Regions from separate parts of the Columba livia genome. Here region 2 is linked to region 1. A link is a contact called in public Hi-C data. All regions are on one chromosome and are shown on one strand. The core of a region is the stretch at or near the end of the contact, and the rest is flanking DNA. Distances in the headings are between cores, read along the strand shown. Region 1 overlaps PKIG (cAMP-dependent protein kinase inhibitor gamma). Region 2 holds the start of GDAP1L1 (ganglioside induced differentiation associated protein 1 like 1).

Region 1 (6,295 bases), core at 1,418-3,917:
ACTGCTGGCTTGCCAGTGGGACTGAAAGGGATACTGAGCTGGCCCAAAAGAAATGCCACAGTTTCTTCTACCAAAGGCAGAAGAAACGTTTAACCCTTTCATTCCCTAGCAACCACCTTCTAAAAGGGTACAATTCAGCCCCGCTGTGCGGAGCCACAGCTCCCCAGAGGACAGCCAGCTGCTCCAGCAGCTGCTGGGTGATGTCCACGGAAAGTGCCAGCAAGCCCAGCTGCGGTCCCACCGCAAAACGGCTCTGGGAGCCCAGTCCATGCCAGTAAAGCCAAGACTATGACAGCTCCAGATTTTTTAGTCCTTGCAAGACACTGGAAAAATAAGAGCGGGCCAAATGGCAGGTTTGGCAGAGTTTATTTCAGCCGTCAGGGGAGCAGAGGTGGCGCAGGGGATGTGTCTGGTGTCTGTGGCAGCTTGCAAGGGGTTTCCTCGCTTGTGGCCAGCTGCCCTGGGACAGGTAGCACTGTGTTCCCATGGTGGAGAGGGGACAGTCTCCCTCCAAGCAGCACAGAGAAGCTTTTCAGGAATGTGCAACGGGCAGCAGGTCCCAGTCCCCTGGCTGTGGCTTTTGTCACCGCGCCATGCATCCTCTGCCCTGTCCCCACGGGCTGGCACGCTGTGCCAAGGGCGCAGGGACCGTTCCTGTTCCCATCAGCAGCAAGGAGGGCAGGGAGGCAGCAAATGACCCTCTGGGGACAAGTTGAATCATCTCTGAAGCGCCCTGGAAACCCTTGCGCGGTGTATCGTGTGCTGTGCTGCGGGCTTATTTCTGCAACGCCTGGCAAGAGCTGGCACATCAGCCCCTCCCACTGGCCCAGGGGAGTATGAAACACCAAAGATGGGGATCTGGTGAGTGATGAACCCTCCCTTGTCACCCCCTGCCACCGCTAAATGACTGTCCATGGTGACGCAGTTTCAGGTTGAACTACGTGGGCAAGAGGGAAGGTGATTCCTCTCTTGCCCCTGGCAGATGTTAAAATATGTTTCCACTGACTAAGAACGCCCTGAACTGTTTTGCACCTGCCTGGAAAAGTGAAAATGCTCTTTAAAAGTCAGGTTTTTCTACCAAGAACTGAGGGGACCCCATGCCATCATCTCCTCGGTCCAACAGCTGCCCGGAGGCAGAGGCTGGAGTGTCTCTGCCAGCGGGGAGGGATCTGCCTGCAAGGCTTCTGAGAGCCGCCCACCTTCAAAAGCCTGAAGGAACTGCACGAATTTGAAAGCTTTGCTCATAAATCTGCCTCTCTCCAGCTCTTTCCATGGAGAGCTTAAGGCAGGAATCTTCCCAGCCAAGGAAAATAAATAAATCACACACGCCACCTCCCGGCCATCGAGCTGGGACCCAAACCTGCCCGTTTCTGCACACTTGGCTCCTGCTGCTGTTCTAAATCCGGATCCCATCCTTTCCCCATGCCATGGGGCATTCAGTCGCTGGGCAGAGCGCTGCTGCAGCTGAGCACACCAAGGGACATCAAGGGAAAATGCTGCATCCCGGGGGCTGGTCGGCTCTTGCTCCCTGGTTTGTGGAGTCCATTCTGCAAACCAGCTCCCGGTGCAAGGGCAGGAGGACTGCTGATCATATCAGATCTGGACTGGCCTCACATCACAGCTTGTGGAGATGGACCCCAGCCCTTAGGGAAGCCTCCCAGATCCGGGTGACATCTCTCTGGCATCTACAGGTCAGCAGCAGCCCCTAAGCTGCGAGGAGGACCTGTCGAGGAATGATGGATGCTCAGTGGGACATTAACCTCGAGTGAATAACAAGCAGCGGGATATTTTTATTTTACATTAGACACCAGCATTTCTAATCAGAACCTCCTTCAAGTATTGACAACACCAGCAGGGCTAGAGGCATTTTTTACAGCGGGCAAAACCGCAGATAAGACAACTATTAATCTCTAATTTCTGCACAGAAAAATAAACTAAGTGCCAAACTGAGTAAACAGGAGCAGAACCCAAGGGCACCAGGTTTCCAGCACAGAGGCAGCTTGTGCTCACCAGCTCTATGCCCAGGAGCCAAGACACCTATGATACATCCCCTGAGCTGCTGAGGTCTCTGGACTCAATGCTGGCAATTTAAACCATCAGTTAAAATGAAAAACCAACAGCTGAAGGACTCACCAGGCTGACCTAAGAGCTGGCTCATAGTGGTACTTGCGGGTGAGAGTGGCCATTCTGAGCTTTTCTTTGTGCTCTGCGCTTGGCACAAACACAAACCTGGAATGAAGGGATCCAAACGTCTTACAAAAGGGCGGATTTTCACGTGTTAAAAGTGCTTACCTCAAAGCCGTCCAGCCCAACCCTTGTTCAGTGACATCCAACAGCCAGTGGAGGCCAGTACTGATCCAAAGACCTGTAACACACTCCCCTGCTCCCCGCCTTCTCCAGCGTGTATCCATGGGGGCCTGATCATTTCCTATTACAAATTCAGGTTGGATCGGCACCCCATCCCCCGTGCAGCGAGGCAAACTTGGCCTCTGTTCAAAGCTCTTGTGGCATTTTGAGGAGAAAGGAGGGCTTTTTCTGTAAGCGCTTTTCTTTTGTAGGAAGCAGCTGCTACAAGCGACCTTGCAGCTCCTAAAGAACGCCAGAAACTCAAAAGGAGAGGCGAATGCCTTGCTTTGCAATGGGGTGGCAGAGCAAGGGCTGGTGAGGCAGCTGGGATGGATCCTTCCTGCTTACCTGCCCTCAGCTGGCACGGTGGGTCACCCAAAACAGTGGGTCATCCAACACAGTGGGTCACCCGACACATTCGGTCACCTGGCATGGGGGGTCACCCTACATGATGGGTCACCCACTCGCCTCACGAGATGGGGTTGATATCTGAAATTTCAGCAGCTCCTGTTCGAGGAACCGGAGCAGAGTTACAGGGACTATTTTTTCATGCTGTAATTTAACTCCACGGAGTAACCTAACCCAGAGGGGGCCATGACTCGAGCCTTGCTGAGCAGCCTTGATCTCACAGCTGTGTTTTCTCCACAGCATTTTGCAGACATATAGAGATGCAATGGAGGTAGAGTCCAGCACCTACACTGACTTTATTTCCTCTGATCGGGCTGGCCGGAGGAACGCTGTCTACGACATCCAGCAAGAGGCAACCACCATCAGCATGCGTAAGCTGACCGGGGACATAGGTAACCTCTCTGTGGAAGGACCAGGTGAGCTGCTGCACACACCAGTAAGCCCGGTTCCTGGTGCTGGAAGGGCAAGGCACGAAATGGCAGCGCAGCCGACTGGTGCGTCCCTTGGAGCATCACAGGTGCTCAGGAGGAACGTCCCATTCCTCGCTGCAGTCAGCGCCTTCGTGCTTGGTGGGTGCTCAGCGAGTGGGAGACTCCCCGGGCTGAGGGGCTTTTGCAACAAATAGGATGGTCCTGGGGTTCACTGCACAATGCAGTCGAGGCCTTTTGCTTGGTGGTTTTGTAGAGGCATGAGTGCTCAAACAAGAGATAGACTGACCAAGAGTGAATTACAAATCAGTCACATCTTAGGCTTTATAAAAAACCCAAATGTGGGGCAGGTTACAGTTAGCTTTTTCTTTGTTGGCTGGTTTTGGGATTTTTAAAGACAAATCAGCCTTCAAATAGTTCTACAGTGTTTAAAATAACAACAGAAATAATTTTAAACACCACTAGCGATCTCTGAATCTTCCCCCATAGCCCAAACACAGCAGCAGTATCACCATGCTCAATTCACACTGACCAGCTGACTACAACCAGCATAAATCCGCCATCCAGAGCCCAAGCAAACCAGCCAGACTGATTTCACTAATAAGCCACAAAACATACAGCACCACTGCAGGAGATAAGCTCATTTTTTGTCCTTTCTCTTTTACTCCTCCAAACTACAATCTGTAACTACGAAAAATACTTTAAAACACGTTACCCCAATGTGTCCATACTAGCATATGCCCATCCACCTGTCCATAAAAAGCATAAATCAGAGCTTTTCTGAGATAAAAGTAGCTGCCAGATAGCTGCCAGGCTGTTGGGCAGACATTCCTGGAGCACTTGCAAGATGCTGTTACGGGTTGGACGAGGAGAGCACGTCCCTGCCCCAAGGCTCCCTCCCAGCATCACCAGGTGTCAAGAAGCCTTTGTACTCCAGGAATGTGAAGGGAGGGAACCCAATACTTCTAAGCAAAATGCATGGCTGCAGGAAGGTAGCGATAGGTCCTCAGATGGCAATCTGAATATAACCAGCTGTAGCAATTACTGGTCACTTGTGTTCTCAGCAGTGTAACCAACTGTGCTTTCTTCCCGATCCTCCCTCAGCAGAAACCCAAGGAGATGCCGCTTCTTCTGAGAACAACCCTGGAGCAAGTCCAAATGAGCAAGAAGACAGTCCCTCCCCATGACAGTGTGCAGGGGAGGGGATGGGATGGGAGGAGGGCCTTGCTGTGAGCCTGGAACAAGAATTTGCTATTTAATCTGCAGATAAAAGCCAATGTGGGACAGCAAGTTGTCTGTCAAATGCCTCTGCTGCAACCATTTTTGTTTAGAGAGCCACGAGATGCTGTGCAAGGACTGGCACCTCCAAAAGACTTCTGCTCCCATCCCTAATGATTTAGAGCAACACTGCCATGGTTGCAGTGATATGAGCCATTCTCAAGATGCCTTAGCTGCAATTTTCCCCTTGGGGAAAAGCCAATTTCAGTAATAATAGACACATCAGACTTTCCTGTCCAAGGTACCTTCCTCCTTCACAAATTTAGACTATTATTTATTCTGTTTCCATAGATTAGAAATTTAGATTATTGGTTCTTCTAAGCCTCACCCTCATCCACATCTTAGACCTGACTTGGCCTCTGGACCATCCATGTGGCTTCTTGTCAGGGTGGGCAGCAGGGAGGGGACCCGGCCAGTCCCGCTGCCTTCATGTCACCTGTGCTGCTGCCGCTTGGCATCAGGAAAGGACCAAAGCACAGCTCCGTGTGGGCAAGCTCCACCTACAGATCCAGCAGCACCAGCCACAGGCATCTTTTTCTTTGGGTTTTAGGATTTTAAGGGGAGGGGAGAAACATTTTGCTGGTTTGACTGTTGAAATTCAGGCTTAACTTTGCAAGCTGTTAGCCCAGATGATCTCTGGTAGGATCTCACACTGTTCTCTCTTTTAGGAGACATGTTTTGTGGTAAAGATGGTTTGATAAAACTATATAAGCTGTTGGAATAAATAACACAGTCTTCAAGTACTGAAGGTGTTGTTTTCTGTCTGCATGTTTCTTCTTCCTCTGTTTTGCCTTGTAGCAGGCTGAGCTGCAGGGCTCAGCTTACCCTGATAGGGAGATGCAGAGCTGTGTTACAGGAGAGTCCCTTCCATTTGGGTCTGCTTTGCAGCACCCAGGTAGAAGCAGATGCATTCGGGCACAGAAAATGCTAAAAGTCTGCCCCAGCTTTCCCAAGTTTGCTGCCAGGCAGCGCTTTCCCCAGATGTGTTTCATCCACTGTGAGAGCTCAAGGCTGGCTTGGGACTTGGTGGAGCAGCCCAGACATCAGACGTCTTCACTCTGCAGCACAGAGCTACAAGGACATCACCTTGACAGCCTAGGGAAGAACTGAATGTTGCAGGTTTGAGATTTATTGGTGTAAACTAGGCCGTAAGTAAGCAGAGAAGCAGCTGCCAGAGGGGGAAGTGTCTGTGGGCCTCCAAAAAGCAATGGCCACAGGGCCAGCAGAGAGATGTCCATGGCTCCAGCCCCCATGGGAAACAAGAATTTGGCAGCCAGGTAGCGGCTGCATCTGCTGCTTTGGCAGCTGCAAACCCGCTTGGTCCCGGAGCTGCCTGGATACCATTGCAGCTCCATGCCCGGACAGCAGCCAAGAGCCTGCTCCCATTTCCCTGTGCTCAGTGGCAAAACAGCAGGGAGCTCCTGGGTTTGGCTGACCACACACTTGGGTGTTTAAGCCCTGTTTCCAGCTCTCCTCACTGCCACTGAACAGTATTTTTGGCTCACACTGACACACACAGAGAAAGCCAAAGGGCAGTGCAGAGGGACTACGCAGCAAGCAAGACCTCCAGCAGTCAAGCACGGGCTAATCTTAGGTCTCCCTGGTCAGAAAATATCTGTTCCAGAATTATATTTAGACAGATGATTAGGGACCCATTGGCCAGCCAACCAGCATCAGGTTCCCCCTGCAAGCGAAAGAGCCGGGTCAGCTGCCGGCACCGATTGTGCTGAAAGACCAAGGGCACTGGTTTAATCCAGCCACATCCTGACTTACAAAGCTGCTAAACACATGGATGCTCCCAGCCCTTCACTTTCATTGGACACAGGGGCATGCTG
Region 2 (6,106 bases), core at 1,610-4,109, 140 kb before region 1:
AACCGAGGAAAATACTGCTAGAGAAATCTCAGACATGCTAGATGATAATTGCTGTCTGTAGATTTGATTCTAATCATCCCTAAAATGTACAGTATGGATCCAGGAAGTTCAGATTTGAAGTTCAAATAAATCCAAATAAGTTAAAATGAGAATACAACTAAAACTGTTATTTTGCTCTGAAGTGTTGTGCAGCTATTCAGTGTGCACTGTTGGCTTGTACTCTCACGTAAGATCTAATTGATTTCTCAGTTTTTTGGGGTTAGTACTTTACATCCCCTTCCTTTCACCTTCCTCTTCCAGCACTATCCTGCAGACCCACGCACACAGTTTTGGTTTTCTTCACGTTCTCTCTTCCTCCCATCAGTAAATCTGGTACAATACATACTTTGCTTTTAAATGTAAATGTTTCTAGGTATCTGCTAGGTTGCTGCTAACTTCACATTGCTCAGACTGTCTCTTCTTGGTGACATGACAAGCTCTAAGAGGTCCCAGTCCCAAACTTGCCATTGCCTTCAAACCCTTCCCAGTTCAGCTCACACCTTCCCTCCTCTAACTCCGTAACTCCTGCTAACTGCCTGCCCCAAACTTCACACATCACCAGAGAAAGGCACTTTTCTCTGGGAACTCCTGCAGAACACAATTAGCTTGATTGACGAGCATCAGCGCTCAGCTTCAGAGGTGCCCCGCTACTGCTCCAGACTGCCACCGTACCTGCCCCAGCCAGCCTGAGACCTTTTTTACTGTCCAGGGGTGCTTTAGGATGGGTCCCCAATCGATCTATAGAAGAATACGTCTAAAATTTTCTGAGAATGCACCGGTGGGCTTGCAGCGCTCCCAAGACTTTCCTCAGCTCAGATCCCAGCTCTTTACTTTCCACCTCAGCAGATCCAGGTTGGGGTTTTTCAGCAGCTCCCCTGCACCCCCAGCACTTCACAAGTTATTTGCCTGTCCTGTTTCAGGACTAATTCAGCTGAAGCAGGATGCAGAAGGACACTGGATCAATGACATTTATTTCTCACTTTACAGAAGCCAAACCAAGTCCCAGCTAAGCTTTACGTTGGCAGACGCTGAATCAGGCCACCGGGGGGGTGTGGGAGAGAAATCAGCGGAGCTGATTCTATCCTCTCCCTCTAAAACACGGAAGCTGCTTCTGCGCCTGCAAAGTCCTGTGGTCGTCTCCATCCACCTGCTCTTTCCCCTCTGTAACATTTCCATCAGTTCTGAGACGAGACGCCACAGATTGCTTATTCCCAAAGTGCCAGCACCCACAATCCTGCCCCGATGGCACCCTCTGCCAGGGCTCTGCTGATGCCACCGGGTCCAGCTGCACGGCATCCCATGGGGCAGCCCAGCATCGTCCCCTTCCACAGGCAGGAAAGCTGGGGACAAGAGCTGGGGATGATCAAGGTCACGCAAGGTCAGGACACCCCTAAAGGGGACTGGCACCACTCCTGCCCCTCAAGCTTTGCTCAGTTTGGCAAGCCCAAACCCAACTAAATAAATAAGCACTTCCAGAGACGACCCATACCTGCAGGACTCAGAGGGACGCAGCAACTTGTCATTTTTTATTCCCAGCGGCGCAACATTAATTCATCACAAAATATACCACTAGATGGGGCCTTCTAGACAGCAATCCACAGGAGAGAACTGCTTTTGCTTGGTCAAACCGCTCCTTTCCTAAACCCAAAGGTGTCCTATTCAAGTGAAAGGAGCCTCCAAAGATGCTTCTTGGGGAGCGCAGGCTCTCCTGCACAGCGTGGGCAGGAGCAGAGGCTGCAGCACAGGGCAGGACAGCACCAAGCAATGGAACCAGCGCTTCTATCAAAGCCCCGTTTGCTCTCAGTTTGCAGCAGCACAGGCCCCCACCCTGACAGTGCAGCCCCAAAGCAAAGGCCAAGCAAGAGCCTTCCCCTGCGGGTGTTCCCAAGGCCAGTGCGGGGTCTCCAGCAGTGCTAGCGAAGCCCTGGACTGGGGAGGGAGGATGGTTTTGGGGGCTGCTGCCTGCAGAGGAGAAGGTTCCCAGCCTCACTCCCCCACCATCGCACCCCTGCATGTCCTCGGGAGCAGGACATCACAGCACCAAAGGATTCATTTTCATCTCCCAACCCTCAGAAAATCGCTCCTTTCACTATGTCCCTGCAGCCAGGTACCAGTTTGGCCCTGATCCCTCCCAGCACTCAAAGTGTGCCTCAGTTTCCCCACTTGAACCAGCTCTTCCAAACCCTCCTGTTTCCCTCCATATCTACGACAACCTCATCGGCTCCAGCGCAGGTGCAGATGGGAGCACTGCATGGAGGAGCCACATTTGCACCCAGAACCATCTCACAGCCCCAAGCCCAAGACTGCAGAGCTCTCTCCTCTGTCTTCTCCACAACTTGCCCCTATGACCCCCAAACCAGGCTGGTTTTACCTCCTAGAACTGGCAACTGGTCCCATGTATGGGAAATTATCTCCAGGCTGCCAGATTTCCAGAGATGGAGTGTGATGAAACCAACTGTCATAAGGCTCATGTGTCCAGGTCACTACATTTAGAAATGTGTCAGCTGCCTATAGGCATTTACCTGCAAACCTCTGGGTGATGTTCGTAGCATCCAGAGAGCAGCAGCTACAGAAGCCTCAGCACATTCTGAGCAGTGGAAATCCAGCTGGTTTGCGATTGCAACACACCTTGCTAATTCTGGAAATGACCCCCAGCCCTGCCTGCTTTGGTGCAGGAGGGCTCGTCCGGTTTGGCCTGGCATCCCGGGGCTCTGGTACACACCAAGAGTTCCTGGGCTTTACCCCGGTACAGGCTGCACAACAACCATGAGGCAGTCATTAATCTGTGCTCTAAAAACAAAATCTCCAGATACTTTTAAAGAGCCATTTCTGCTCCTCTCCACTAAGGCTGCAAGGCAGGCAAGACACCTGCTAGACATTGTAAAGCCACAATCCACCAACGTAGCTTATTTGTTATATATGTGCCATATCTAAGCCACTCAAAATAAAATCGTCATCTCTGCTGCAAAATATTCCTAGGGAGCCGCAGGGGTTGGAGCTGCCCCGGATTGCTGAGCAGGCAGGCAGGCAGCAGGAGCCTCCGCTGCAGACTCGCCTATTGAAGCGATGCCTGCACGTTTCCGTGGGAGCCCCGCCACGAGTGGGGACGGGCTGCGATTTCACCCACGGCACCGTCACCACGGCCGCCATCCTCTCCCGTGACCCCCGTCACCCACCGCCCCGCGCTGCCCACCCCGGCCCGGGAGATGGATGGAGCTGCCCCGGGAGTGATGCTGCTGGCAGGAGCCCATGTGATGCTGGGCTAGCGCCGCTCGCTGCCTCGTCCCTCTCCCCGCTCGCTCACAGGCTGTCATGGCGACTCCCAATAATGTTACTCCCACCAACTGCAGCTGGTGGCCCATCTCAGCGCTGGAGAACGATGCAGGGAAATCCACGGAGGGGGAGGAAAACCAGGACCCGACAGACCCCGCTCTCAAATCCCAGGACAGACTGGTTTTGTATCACTGGACGCAGTCCTTCAGCTCACAAAAGGTAAAAATAATAATCACCCGGCCGGTTTCCCAGGGAAGAATCACCTCCAGTCCCCAGGGCATCCCCTTGTCGGGGGGACGGATGCACTCTTGGGGTAGCAAGGGGCTGGTCCCCAGGGCTGGCGAGGGCAGTAGTGTGTGGCCGGGCAGCTCTTTGTACCTGGGGCTCTGCGTTTTAACAGCATCCGCCTGGGGAGGGGATGGAGATAAGGGGGGGCTCAGCCAAATCCTGCTTTTGCTTTGGGATGATGGCTTGCACCGGCAGCCGCCAAGGCTTTGTGCTGGCTCACAGCCCCGCTCCGGCATGGCCGGGAGTGCAGACAAAGGCTGAGCCAGGCCCGGGACCACTCTGCTGCCGGGATGGGGGGGGCAGCCCCCAAACCGGGCTCCTTCCATGGAGCGGACCCTGGCACGCAGCAGTTTACCCCTGACATTGCAGCAGCACCCTGGAAATCCTATTTCTGGGCTGCCTTAGTGAGAAATCCCATTTTCTGGGCACTAGTAAATGCTCATTTTGCAGCACAGCACATGTGTAACAAACCTGACCTTCTCCTCCCAGCCCCAACCCCCCTGTTATTCCCACACCATAAATCTGACATGGGGAATGGGCTGTTGGGAGGGGTGGCGGGGAACATGAAATCTGTCCAGTGCAAGGGTTCCCGTGAGCCCATCAAGGAGGCCAGGGACAGATGTTTGTCCCTGCTCACAGGCACAAAGAACCAGGAGGGTGCCCAATGCAGCAGGGTGGCTGCACATGGTCTCTGCTGGTAGCAGGTGACTAACGGGATTCTGATCTGCACCGGCGAGGGATGCTCGCGCCCCTTTCCCCACCTTGTGCTGGGCTTTCTGTCATTTGTTTGTCTTGCTTGTTTGGCCACCAAGCAGCAGGGAGGCAGCAGTTCAGCCTCTGGTACGGGGTTTCCTACAACCAGCCTCACTTCTGCGAGGCTGGGGACAGAGCAGGGCACACTTGGAGCCACTGCCCCCGGCGCTGCTTCCAGCTTCGGTTTTGGGGTCACTTGCAAGGAAAGAGCATTTACTGGAAGGTGATGGAGACCAAGCTGGTGTGATGACAGGACAGGGTGGGGAATGGCAGGGGTTGCACAGGACCCCCCTGCAGAGGAGTTTTGCACAGAGCCAGTTGCAGGTGAAGCTTTTCCTGCTCAGCTGCTCAGAACCAACCCCCACGGTGCTGGGGCTGTTTGTGGGAATGATCCCAAGCCCCAGCCAGGATCTGGCCCTCCCTGCAAAGGGTTTTTGGAGTTTTACAGCCAGCATTGGGTTATGCACAAGATGCCTCATTGCAGCCGTGCCGGCACTGCAGGGACCATTTGAGGGGCCCAAGCATGTTTCGTTGTCCCTGGCTAGGACCCATCCTTGGGGTGCTGGCAGGGGCTCCCCTCACCCACCGGCACCAGGGTTACCCCAGAAGCTGAGTCCTCCTGCCAGGCCTTCGGCCTCAGCTCTTGGTAACAAAACAGGGACACTCGGAGAGTTTGGGGACAGATGCCCTGGCTGGTCCTGCCTGGGGTTTATCCATCAGCTGGGAGGAAAAGGCCAAGAGCAAGTTGCAGCTATGGGAGCCAGGATTTTCCTTGTTTGACTTTAAAAGAAAAAATTAATTTGCCAGCCCTGTAAATAATTAATGACTAATTCCCCAGAAACTCTGAAGTACTCATAGAAATGCTTATATTTGTTAAGCTATATTTTTAGCTGCTGTTAGTTGGAGAAAAACAAGCACTTTTCCCTCATTCAGCAGTTCTGTAAAATGCGGCTGCCTGACAATCCCACCAAGGGTTTGGTTTTTGGTTTTGTTTTTTTTTTTTTTTTCCTATTTGACACACTTAGTTCACAACAGTCAGGTTTTTATAACCCAGAGGCCTAAAATGCAACCCCTGAGTGCACATTCAGCACCATCTGAAGCAATGCCCCTGGGTCAGTGGCCGCATGGAGCAGGAGGGATGCCATGCAGGCTGCTTGAAACCCTACACAAAAGGGAGCATTCTCCCTGCTCAAAGCACAGCTGGTAAAGCCAGAGAACACCCCCAAGTGCAGGACATACCTGAGTTAGCACCCAAGCTTCTTTCAGCCAGGCAGTAGCACCTACTGGGTGTAAAGCATAGCATTGCTGCAGCCTCTGCTTCCTCCTCTTCCTCCCCAGGTGTGTGCTGGGACCCATATCAGCATCCCTGATCCTCCCCAGCTGGGGAGCTGCTGCCTCCCTCCACCTGCTGCCAAGGGCTGGCCTCTCAGCCCTCCAGCCCCTCTGCCTGTCACAGGGGCCACCAGCTACCAGAGGGAGGATGGTCCATGATCCCACAAAGTTAGGATGGGTTTGGTTCTCCCCCATGTGCTAGGAAGGGAAATCCTCACTTGGCTGCCTGGATTTTGTGGTTGCCCCACGCCAGGGGCTGCTTGGCTGCTTGCAGGATGAGTGCGTGTCATGGCACATCGCTGTGCTGAAGCAGGGGAGGGCCAGGGAGGTGCGATGGGGTGATGGTGGTGTGGCTCTCGGGGTCAGACCGGTGCATGGGGCTGAGCCTTTTCTCCCCGTCTCTTGTCCCAGGTGCGGCTGG

The links. Hi-C and Micro-C count contacts between places; a contact is called where the count stands out from the background.
Region 2: a contact with region 1 is called in a Hi-C map of crop, with 3 times the contacts expected there. The contact joins the promoter of GDAP1L1 here to the enhancer-like site in region 1. A contact is called at or near these places in 2 of 2 Hi-C or Micro-C datasets (crop and liver).

Annotation. Positions count from the first base shown.
Region 1 is chr16:4,987,458-4,993,752 of bColLiv1.pat.W.v2, reverse strand. It overlaps PKIG (cAMP-dependent protein kinase inhibitor gamma), which reads left to right. Exons shown (of 5, transcript XM_065031976.1): 4 at 2,995-3,170; 5 at 4,290-5,208. The coding sequence ends at 4,369. Among named protein-coding and RNA genes, the nearest start is that of PKIG, 15 kb to the left of the region's middle. Within about 2 kb of position 2,667, at least 1 of the 3 cell types and tissues checked has an H3K27ac peak away from gene starts, as active enhancers do.
Region 2 is chr16:5,131,843-5,137,948 of bColLiv1.pat.W.v2, reverse strand. GDAP1L1 (ganglioside induced differentiation associated protein 1 like 1) reads left to right here and starts at 2,859. Exons shown (of 6, transcript XM_065031980.1): 1 at 2,859-3,531; 2 at 6,097-6,106. The coding sequence starts at 3,352.